Regions from separate parts of the Mus musculus genome. Here region 1 is linked to region 2. A link is a contact called in public HiChIP or PLAC-seq data. All regions are on one chromosome and are shown on one strand. Each heading gives the region's core, a stretch centred on a gene start, on an enhancer-like site or on the middle of the called end of the contact. The rest is flanking DNA. Distances are from core to core; before and after follow the strand shown. Region 1 overlaps Slc29a3 (solute carrier family 29 (nucleoside transporters), member 3). Region 2 overlaps Cdh23 (cadherin 23 (otocadherin)).

What was found. HiChIP or PLAC-seq counts read pairs in DNA pulled down with a chosen protein or histone mark.
Region 1: an H3K4me3 HiChIP or PLAC-seq map of embryonic stem cells shows a contact between it and region 2, with 2.4 times the contacts expected there. The contact joins two enhancer-like sites. A contact is called at or near these places in 1 of 484 Hi-C or Micro-C datasets (embryonic fibroblasts), 5 of 115 datasets of contacts at active chromatin or transcription factors (embryonic basal ganglia, embryonic stem cells and large pre-B cells) and 1 of 9 other capture datasets (adipose tissue).

Annotation. Positions count from the first base shown.
Region 1 is chr10:60,725,342-60,730,647 of GRCm38.p6, reverse strand. It overlaps Slc29a3 (solute carrier family 29 (nucleoside transporters), member 3), which reads left to right. Exons shown (of 6, transcript NM_023596.3): 3 at 1-78. Among named protein-coding and RNA genes, the nearest start is that of Slc29a3, 25 kb to the left of the region's middle. Within about 2 kb of position 3,132, at least 13 of the 459 cell types and tissues checked have an H3K27ac peak or open chromatin away from gene starts, as enhancers often do. A contact at or near this core is called in embryonic stem cells, where this site is marked.
Region 2 is chr10:60,453,529-60,459,162 of GRCm38.p6, reverse strand. The region is part of intron 15 of Cdh23 (cadherin 23 (otocadherin)); the gene reads left to right. Among named protein-coding and RNA genes, the nearest start is that of Gm17455, 57 kb to the right of the region's middle. Within about 2 kb of position 3,797, at least 5 of the 459 cell types and tissues checked have an H3K27ac peak or open chromatin away from gene starts, as enhancers often do. A contact at or near this core is called in embryonic stem cells, where this site is marked.

The DNA.
Region 1 (5,306 bases), core at 1,883-4,382, 270 kb before region 2:
CTTTGAGAGCTACCTGGCAGTTGCCTCCACTGTGCCCTCCCTGCTGTTCCTGGTGGCTAACTTCCTGCTTGTCAACAGGTAGGTCAACAGCTCCCTCCCCTGACCTCTAACCCCTGCCTGCTCCATTTTTCCCCCAGTCTACAGCAGGAGTTTTCAGCTTAAATGGTGGTTCCCTAAATTGGAGGCAGGCAAGTTCAGCCTTACCATGCAGTTTACAGATCAGAGCGGGTGCCAGGGGGCTCCAGTCAGGGGTCACTGCTCATTTATAGCCACTTACAGTGACATCCAGGGAAGGGCCATCTCCCTTCAAGAGGCCTGTAGGGTCACAGGCTCTTGTAGCCAGGGCATGCCGTGTGGAGCAAGACCCGAGGAAGCTGTTCTTCTACATGCCCTGAGAGCAGGCACCACTAACAGCATCCACTGAACTGCCCTACCTACAGGAAGCAGTCACTGCTGTGATATGTTGATGATACCAGCAGATGTGTCCCCTGCTCATAGTGGGAGCTCATAGATAAAGATTGCAAAAGGCTTCTGGGTAACACTGTGGAGGATGGAAATATTTGAGAGATAAGTGAGTTGGTATGATCTATAAACTCTGCTGGCTGCTCCTTCCTGTCCAGTCTGTTTGTCTTAACAATGGCAACAGAGACACTATTTCATCTGCATTTTCCTGAAGTTGTCTTCAGACAATAAGAGTGGCCTCACTCATAGAAACTTCAGATCCTTGATGACAAACTTATTTAGCTCTGGTCACTTAGTGGTTACTCCTGGATCTCCTGCTGAGAAATGTTCTAAGGCACATCTGGCCTCAGGAAGGGTGCTGGGATTGATTAGTAATGTCTGCTCTGGGCACAGGAGGAAAGAGCAGAATGTACCCTGTGTGCTAAGCCTGTGTATAGAGAAGTCTTTCTAAACAGGCACAGTTGTATAGAAGATCCCAGAGCATAGTGGCTTACAACAGTAACAGTAATTAGTTTCTTTTACTATCTGGGGTTCCGGAGTCAGCCAGGCTCCACTGAAACATGCTGATGCAGTCAGACAGCACTGGGGCTGGAGATGCCCATCCTTTCCCGCCTCCCGGTCTGTCTCTCCTCATTGGCTTGTTCACATGGGCTCAGAGACTCTTCCCATTGTGACTGAAGAACAAATGTTCCGTGAGGGCCAGGGACAAGCCACAGAGTGTCACTTTTGTCACACTCACCTGATTAAGCTCTCATAAAGCCTCCTCCATTTCAAGGGGACAGGGACCCTGTCTGTCCATGGAGGGAGTATCAAAGAACCTGTATCCCTCTAAAACCCAAGTATAGTCTGAGAGAGAACTCAGCCTCACTCCTGGCCCCTAGGGCTACCTGCAGCGGTCTCCTCCCAGATACCTAGCCTTCAGACATCCACCCTTGGGGGGTGCAAGTGATATGGGAAATTTTTGAGGTGTCTTTGAGTTCAACAGAGCCTTTCTGAGCTCTTGGTGAGCTTAAGTTGGGGTGAGGCAGGAAGAGGCTGCAGAAAACCCAAGGCCCACCCTTAAAGCCACCCAAGCCGGTGACTTTTGGGTTCTTGTGTTGCTAATAAGATAGAATTCCACAGAGGGTGGAATTTAGAAAGGAAGTTACAGATAAGTAGACAGGAGCTTTGGGGAGGGGTTGGAGCTCCTGTACAGCAGAAGGGGTCCTAGGAAATGGGGTACCATGGAGCTGCTCTTGTGGGGCCCAATGAAGGACTTACGACGTCCTTCATAGAAATGACTAATGTCACCCATCATCTCTTATGACGATGAGCGTGTAGAGTGGAATGAAGTGTCAGTGCGATTGGCTCACCGATGACGTGTTCAGATAGCTCTTCTTTTTATCAGTCAAATCTTCCAGTATAGTTTCCAGGCAAGGCTAAGAGATACAAGGGACCAGGGACCAGAACCTCTCCTAGCATACCTGGTCTCCAGCAAGGACATTCTCAGAGCTGCTATTCTGGGGGTCCCTGCTCCACCTGGCCAGGGTCTATCCCCTACTCTCATGGCTAAGAGCTGACTTAAGGGTTCTCTCAGCACTACCAACCACCGAAGACAGAGTAGAGTTCTAGACAGTGCCCAGAGAGAGGAGAGGGTACCAGAAGAGGCGAGGCACAAGAGCACCTGCAGAGGGTGGGAGGCCCACCTCACCTACCCTCTGCCCCTCCAGGCCTTGTGACTTTTCTATTCACCTGCTCTGTGGCCCTGGGCACAAGTGTCGCTCAGTTACCTGTGGACAAGAATTCCTGTCGTCTTTAGGTGATCCATACTGCCACCTGTCAGGGGGTAACATATACCTACTACCCCTTCACTGCACCACCCTGTATGTACGGCGACTTAGGAGGTTGGAATGACATCCTATTTTTCCTGGTCATAGATGTGCCATAGTGGAGCCACATTCCTGATCTTTTCCCTTGGTGGCCATGGAACCAGAAGCTGGCCCAGTTCTGGGGTCATCCGGTTCAGGGAAAAGACCCTCTTGGGACCTTGGAGTGTATGACCTCCAGTCACAGCAGACAGTGGCCAATCAGTGGCCTTGCATAAAGGAAAACAGCTCACTCACTCAGGTGCCTATGCAGGTCACTTGGCTACTGAAGCCAAAGGGCACGATTTATTCCTAGAGGGATCTCCTCAGACTGTCTGCACTCGAAACCTGGGCTACCTCTGGGTGCTTAGCTACCGACTTTGTAGCCCCCTGGGCCAGGCTCCAGGCTGCTAGGCATGGGGAGGGTGGTTAGAAGGGGGCTGGGCAGGGAAGTAGTTTCACAGGTTTCCTAGTAGACTATGGGCTGTAGGCAATATTTGAGGGCCTTAGGGAAACGGTTCTCCAGCCTCGCTGGTTGCCAGCTGCCAAGGACAGTTTAGGGCGAAGCTGTTTTTTATTTAATGTGGAAGATTGAAAAGTCTCCTTCCTTCCCTCCCTCCTGGAGCACCCTGGCTTCTCTCACTGGCTCATTCATAATCGCCAAGTGTTTTATTATGTTAAATCTGCAGCTTTATAAATACAGATGAGCCAGATTTACATTCCAGAGTCTTGGGAAGAAATCAGTCCCCTGGGGTCCTGGACTCTCAGTGGCAAGGGAGAGGAGTGTGGATGGCCCGAGCCCTCCTCCAGCATCATCAGGGCCATGTGGCCTCACAGCCTGTCTCATAACTGGAGAACACCAGGCAGGCCAGCCAGCATAAGCCTAGACCTCCCTAGAAACTCGAGAGCTTCCGTCCCAAGCCACTCTCCCTGCAGGAAGGGTGGGGTGGGAATGTCCCCCCCACCCCACCCACAGTGTCTATAAGGTTGGCCTCCAACTTCATGGCGTTGAGACTAGCTCCTGTGGGGCTTCTGAGGACCTGGGGGCTCTCCTGGAAAGTGCTCAGCAGGAGGGAGAGAGCCACTGGGAAGGAGCCCTGGGTAGGGCCGGTGAGGGACAGCTATAAGCACTTTCAGTGGGTGCCTTTGCTGTTTGTTCTTCTTGCCCCTCACCCCCTTAAGAAGATACCAATTCCTGTCAAAGCCCCAGGCACCCCACAGGACCTTATCACCATAACTACAGGGAGATGGCTTGGGGGTGGGGGGATGAAGCCACACCTCCTCCCTTCTGGTCCATCTCTGGCTCCAGCAGTCCTCCTCAGGTGCCCCAGGAAAAGCATCTAAACTTTTTTGTTAGCTGGGTGTGGTGGCGCACGCCTTTAATCCCAGCACTTGGGAGGCAGAGGCAGGTGGATTTCTGAGTTCAAGGCCAGCCTGGTCTACAGAGTGAGTTCCAGGACAGTCAGAGCTATACAGAGAAACCCTGTCTGGAAAAAAACAAAACCAAAACCATTTTGTCACTTGCCCCACGGTGTCACCAAGGGGATTTTTTTTCCCCCGAGGGACCGTCACATCACTAGGCCCTCCTGTTCATGTTGGAGACAAGGAGGAAAGGTGGAGAGAGGAAATGTCTGTCTGAGGTCACACAGCAAATCCGAGACAAAGCCAGGCTTTGTGCTGCTGCTCTCCCTTCCATATCTTGTGGGTGGGTAAGTGGCTCGTTAGGCCAGGAAGATGAATCTCAGTGGGACAGGTAAGTGTGGAGGGTCACCTTGAACCTCCAGCCTGAGGCTTGGCTGAAAGCCTACAGAGTACATTGGGGTTCACGTACCATACCTTTGCAGGCTCCAGGGGTCCAGCCACTCCACCTGGCCCTTCCTCCAGCCCGAGCTTGCCTGAAGCACAGTCTCAGGAGAGGCCCCCCCCCCCCCCAGTGTGGGTCCTCGTGGTTATGGAGGATAGATGTGTCCCAGAAGCAGGCCCCCAAACAAGGAGACGTTTGAGAGCATGTAGTGAATTGTGTGTGTGGGGGGGGTAGGTGTTGTAAAGGTAAAGACAGCAAAAAAGTAGCCAGGAGAGGAGGTCTTGTCACCCAGCCCCACAGAGAGCCACCAGAGCCCCCAGGGATCTAAAGAAGCCACCACCACCCCAGAGAGGGAGCTAGGATGGGTATCCACCAATCTCACCAGCTATTGGTTCTAGGCTACTGCTGGGAAGTCATTAGCCTATTGCGCCCAACTTAACCCTGGGCCACGATGTCCTGACACCATCTCTGGAGTTTCACGCAGTGTTCACCCCCTCCCCCTCTGCCCCTCCCCCCCACCTGGGACTCCGATGTCTCCATTAGTGGGCACAGTAGTAACAAGTAGCATACAGGAAGTATTATTTGTTCTCTAATAGAAAGTTAAAGTCAGATTTAGCCTCAGGCATAGCTGGAGATCTCCTTCCTACGATACCAGGGCTCTGTGCGTCTTCTTGGGGGAGGGGGGTGTGCACTCCATATTGTAGTCCTTCCACACACAGCTGGCGAGGTGGCAGCAGCCAGCCGCTGGACACACTCACACAGAGGCTCCTGTACGGTCCATGGCACCACCCCAGGAAGGACTGACTGGGCTGCGTGGGCCATGTGCAGCCCCCTAACCTGTGGTAGCCAGGATCACCAATGCTGTTCTTTGAAGCTGGACTGGTACAGGTGGTATAGCCCACCTCCTTCGCCATGCTGGACAGGAAGGGACACTTTCTCTCCCAGAGAGGAGATGCTGACAGACAGGCCTGCAGACCCACCCCATTCCCCCTCTGAAGATCAAGGCCTGGCTCATAAGGTAGATGAGACGCTCGCATGCAGGCTGGGGTTTTGCCTGTCTCCAGCTCATCCGGGCAAGGCTCAGGCGGCTGACCTTCCAAGGATACACGTGCTCTCTTCCTTGCGGCCCCTCGGCTGTGCCCTGAGATGTCACCAGCCCTCTGCCAACATCCCAGAGTACCTAGTGCTGGGGTGCA
Region 2 (5,634 bases), core at 2,548-5,047:
CAGAGCGCTGTATACATAATGAATAAATCTAAGGAAGGAAGGAAGGAAGGAAGGAAGGAAGGAAGGAAGGAAGGAAGGAAGGAAGGAAGGAAGGAAAAAGGAAAGAAAAGAAACTCAGACGCTCTCCACAGCTCTTGCCCACTCCTGCACCTGTCAGCCCACCATCAGCTAACACTCACTTCCTGCCTGCTCTGCACACGGGCTAGTGCCTCTGTTCACACGCAGCTTGTCTCTGTTCTGATTGGGTGATAGAAGTCACCACCATATCACCCAAACACAGCCGCCACCATATCATTATACTTGTGGATTCTGTAATCAGAGATACAGAAATTCTCCAGGGCTGGCAGGGCCTGGAGGGTTCACCTTCATAGGACCCTCCTGGAGAAACAGGAGCCTAGTCCAGGGGTTCTCTACCTGTAGGTCACAACCCCTTTGGGGGTTGAATGACCTTGTCAGAGAGTTCTCCTAAGACTGTCCGCATATCAGATAATTACTTTATGATTTATGATTCATGACAGTAGCAAAATCACAATTATGAAGTAGCAATGAAAATAATTTCATGGTTGGGGGTCACCCTAATATGGGGCACTGTGTCAAAGGGTCTCAATGTCAATAAGAGGCATTAGGAAGGTAGAGAACCCCTGCCCTCGACACTTGCTGGCTACTGAGTTTAAGCACTCTGGACCTGGGTTGGCATTCAGTGCCTCAGCAAACCAGGTCCTGACACCTGCTGTCCTGCATCCCAGACCCTCCATCCTCCCTCACATCCTCAGCCTTTCCTGTCCTAGTATCTGCTGTGCCTCCCCTCAATTTATTGATCCTCTTGACTGTAAGAGCCAGCCCACTGTGCCCACCTCCAACAGGAAGCCCTCCAGCACGCACCCATCTCTCCTCCGTGCTCCCTCCCCCTCCCCTGCTCCCTGACCGGCTTCTTCTCAGGGATCTTCAACATAGCTTTGAATCCTGTGTAAGGGGGCGGGGGATCAAAGGAAACTTGCTGGGGGCGTGTGGCAGGAGACTGAGTGGACAAAGGCCTCCTGGGGAAACTGAGGCACAGCGACAGTAAACAGTGTTACCCTAAGTTACTCAGTCAGTCCACGGAATTTCTTTTTCAAGTGTGAGTGCTTTTCTGTGCTGGATACCCCATTAGTCAGGTACTGAGATTATGTGTGTGACCCTAGGCCATTCTTGTCCCCTGTCTAGACTTGGCTTCCAGTTCAGCCCCCAAAAGAGAGTCACCCAGACATCTTCTGAGGATTCCCCTCAGGAAAGGGAGGGCTTCAAAGAGACAGGGTGAAGGGGGACAGAGGTGGAGGAGGGCAGGGTAGAAGGTGAGCTATTAGCTACAGGAGAGCAAGGTGAGAATTGAGGGTGACCTTTCTGCTGCCTGGATGGGGAGCGGGTCACCTTTTGCTCTGCATAATCCACTCCCCCAGCTCACCTGGGACCTGGGCTTTACCTGTCAATCATACCCACCTTGGTGCCGCCCTCCCTTAACTGACCAGGTACCTTCATGGAGAAAGGGGCCTATAGAACCTACAGACAGGGCAGCAATCACGCCTCCCTTCTCCCGGCAGGCTCCTGGGGCAGGCTGCTGTCTCCCTGGGTTCTGGACTCATGCTCTGTGCCCTGAGAAACCAGGGTTTCTACTTTAACAGTATGAGGGGGTCTCCTCAGGGTCACAGTCCAGGGCCTACAAAGAGCAAGTGTCCACCAGCCATCCCAGGCTTTCGAGAACAGCTCGGCTCCCTGCTTCTGATGGCTTTCATTTGACTCGATTCTACCATGGCATACAGCTGCCAGCAGAACTCACAGCGTGAATTATTAGTCAGGGAGTCTGCTTGCTCAGCCCAATGGGTAGGCCCCATCTGGATAGTTTACCAAATCCCACAAAAGACAGGGGTCATCCTTGGGAAGACAGCACTTCTATGGTAACTTAGAATCCCCCCCACCCCCTCCTCAGCCGCCCTTCCCATGGGCCGATCTGATTCCCCATTCCCCACCCCACCCCCTCCCGCCAACCTTTACCACTGGCATCTTAATTGACCTCCTTGTTCTGGAAGCCCTAGAGACCTGAGACTCCAGCTGTGCTTAAACAGAACAAAATCTCTTCCAATTTCCCCACCGTTTAAAAGAAAATTGAATTCTTTATCTGCAGCCTGGGGAGGGGGAGGAGGGGGGGAGAGGAGGAGGGAAGGAGGAAAAAAAAAAAACCCAGGAAATAGCAGGTCACTGGCCCAGCTCCCAAGCTGGCCTAGAAGCTTTCGTGGACACTCTGGTCCCTCCATTTGAAGGGTACCTAAGGCTGTCCCCAAAGGGGACCCCTTTGGTGGGCTCTTGGTTCATGTCCTGTTGGAGTTTGTGCGTTGGAATATGTGTGGTGGGGGGAGGGGCCAGGCTGCTGAAGGTGATTGACAGGTTCCTCTAGCTGTCAGGCTTCAGTGCTTCCTGCCACTGTTTATCTCCTTCATCTAAATATCAATCCTAAAACCAAAATAGGATGGGGTTCCGTGGTAGGACCCAGAGTTCTGAGTGGGGTGGGGCTGGGCTTGCAGGTGAGGAGGAAGTGAAGAAGGAGGCCACTGAGACTTCCAGTTTCTGGGCTGAGTTAGGGTATAAAGCCAGGGTCCCCCACCTCTACCCCTGAAGTGCACCAGCCTGGCTGATGATGGTTCTCAGAGAATCAGCCTTTCAGTGTATCTATTTTTACCAAACTGACCTATTGCTGCCAGGCTCTGCAGAGCTGCGTGCGCAGCTTCTGTCACAGGTGTCCCCAGAACCTACCAGCCTCAGGAGCTGCTGGCCACCAATCTCTGCCCCAGTGATTATTCATTTTATGTATGTGAGTACACTGTAGCTGTCATCAGACACACCAGAAGAGGGCATCAGATCCCATTACAGATGGTTGTGAGCTACCATGTGGTTGCTGGGAATTGAACTCAGGACCTCTGGAAGAGCAGTCAGTGCTCTTAACTGCTGAGCCATCTTCTCCAGCTCCTCTGCCCCAAAGTAAAAGGCAAAAGATACTCAGTAGCATCCCGGGTGATGGATCCCAGGAGTTGAGTGACTCTTGGGCACTTCATGTTTTCTATAACTATGGTTCAAACGACACAGGTCCAGGGAAGCTGGTATAGCTCACCAGGGCAGCTGAGCCATGGCTCTGATTCCACCTGTGTTGACCCCAAGCCCTGCACCCCGCTTCCTATTCAGTGTTGTTGTAGTTGCTTGAGTTCTGTAAAAGTAGGACCACCCACGGGTGACCTTGAGCGAGTACCTCACCAGGGACCTTGGTGTCCTTTTCTGGAAAACAGAAGGACTTGGCGGAGTGCTCTCTAAACCTCCCACACTGGCCTGGAATCACCTGTCCCCAGACGGTCCCCTCCTACACCTAGACTTTCAATCCGGAAGTCACCCTTCCGTAGGCTGGCCGATGATGGTTCTTGCTCAGGCCAATTGTACTAAGAACACCGGAGCAAAGAAAATGGATCCTGTGGGCAAAGGGACAGAGGATGGCTGTAAAATCGGCCAGGAGTGGAGCAAGTTCATAAACAATCACAAACCAAAGGCCTGTGCGAAGGGGCCCTGGGCTGGAGCTGGGAAGGTTCCCAGTCTGGGGGGAGGTGACTGGAGTCCCGGGCAAGGAGAGCAACCGGGGCCTCAGATGAATCCGTCTATACAGCAGCAGGAAGGACGGCTTGGGGTAAACTAAGAGGTGCGCGGGGTGTGTTTGGGAGATGTGGAGCTGGGGTGGGGCTCAGAGTTGACTGACCCAGCTGTGTAACTATGGGAGGCGTGGAAGCCATACTTCCTGCAAGCTCACCTCCCCAGTGGCTCAAAGTCCTTCTGGTGCTGACTTACCTAGTGATTGTCAGACTTTGGTATGTTTTGTTTTGTTTTGTTTTGTTTTGTTTTGTTTTGTTTTGTTTTGTTTTGTTTTGTTTTGTTTTAGAGGCAGGATCTCACTGTATAACCCTGGCTGGCCTAGAACTCACTATGTAGACCAGGCTGGCTTGAATTTATAATCTGTCTGCCTCTGCCTCCCGTTGGCTGGGTTGAAAAGCACATGCCCCACAGGGTCATTTAATTTCCTGATCCTGGGACATGCCCCAGTATTTTTCTATTCTATGCTACTACACATAATTTTTAAAAAATGTACTTGTGACCCATTAGAATCTAGGAGCCACCTTTTTTTTTTTTTTTTTTTTTTTTTTTTGCTTCCCTGGGCCTCATTGGATGAGGAAGAATTGGGGGAGGGGTAGACATTAAATCCAGGAGTGTCCAATCTACAGCCTGTGCGTTGCAAAAGCATGCATATGCTTCTGTTACATGAGATTAGATTACAACAAGGCATTTTCATCTATGAAATTTGTGCCTGTGAAACACATAATCAAATTACAGAGGGAAAAATTACACACACACACACACACACACACACACACACACACACACACACCTCTAAAGGGGCCACAAGATGGCTGTCACCTTGTATAACAGATCCAAAGTAGATCTCTGTTTACCCTCCTCACTGGCTTCCCAGCAGAACTCAGAATCAGAGCTTCAGCCTGCCAGCCATCTTCCCACCAGCCGAGAGCCCAGACTGGACAGAAGTCTTCTGTGAGCTCCCACTGTGTGTGCTAAGTCTTTACAACCTACAATTGGAAGATTCTAGTCTTGGACTGGCTGAATGATGAGGAACATTTTGCTCCGTAAGCCTCAATCCCCCTCTCTCAGCATCTGCAAAATGAGGATGCTGTTGGCTCTTCTGTCTTCTAGGCTGGGTTTAGAAGACTGGACGCCTCCAGTCTTTTAGGCTGTTCTGACAGCTAGGTGGGAAGGAGGTGGGGCAGGGGAAGAGAATGGGAAGCCAAAAGGTCATGAGTCTGAGGCAGAACTGTTTCTTGGCCCCTAACAGGTACAAGATGCTAATCCCCCAAAAACCCTGGGTTAAAAACCCAGAAGAGTAAAGGACCTGGAGATACAGATCTCTGCTGAGCTCAGATCTGGGGTGATACATTCTCCCAGCCATGAACTCTGACCTTAATTTTTCATGTCATGTGGGACTGTAAAATCGGTTAGGGCTCGGCAGGTGGAGTGATGGAGATGTCAGGCAGGCAATTGGGTGGGCATTTAATCTATCAGATATGAGGCTCGCCATTCAGTGAGCCAACAAGAGAATGTAGAATCAATATGTTCATTAGCGACAACATGTGTTGACCCAATCAGCACCCACCAATGACAGCAGGCACGGCGCATGTCACCCATGCGTCAAATCACCTTGGAGAGAGGACATGGCCCTGATGATCAGTCTCCTTCCCCCCAACATCCCGGTACCCCTCTGTAGCTTCCCACTTGTCTAAAAAGCTGCCTGTCACCTGGATGGCCCACAGAGGTGGGGGCAGGGGGTGGATGCTTCAGTGAGGGGACCCGGTGAGCTGGCTGTAGCCCTGGGTAGGCGGCTCCTCCAGGGGGTTGATTGGACTGTCTTTTCTCTTCCATCCCATCTCCTGGGCCCATGCTGGCCCTCTTAACTAAGCCTCAGACGTGTGTCTGTCCCCACACCTCTCCTTTCCGCGTAATCCCAGCTTGATAATGGCCAGAGAGAGGTCCAAGTCTTTCTGATTGCAGATGTCTGTC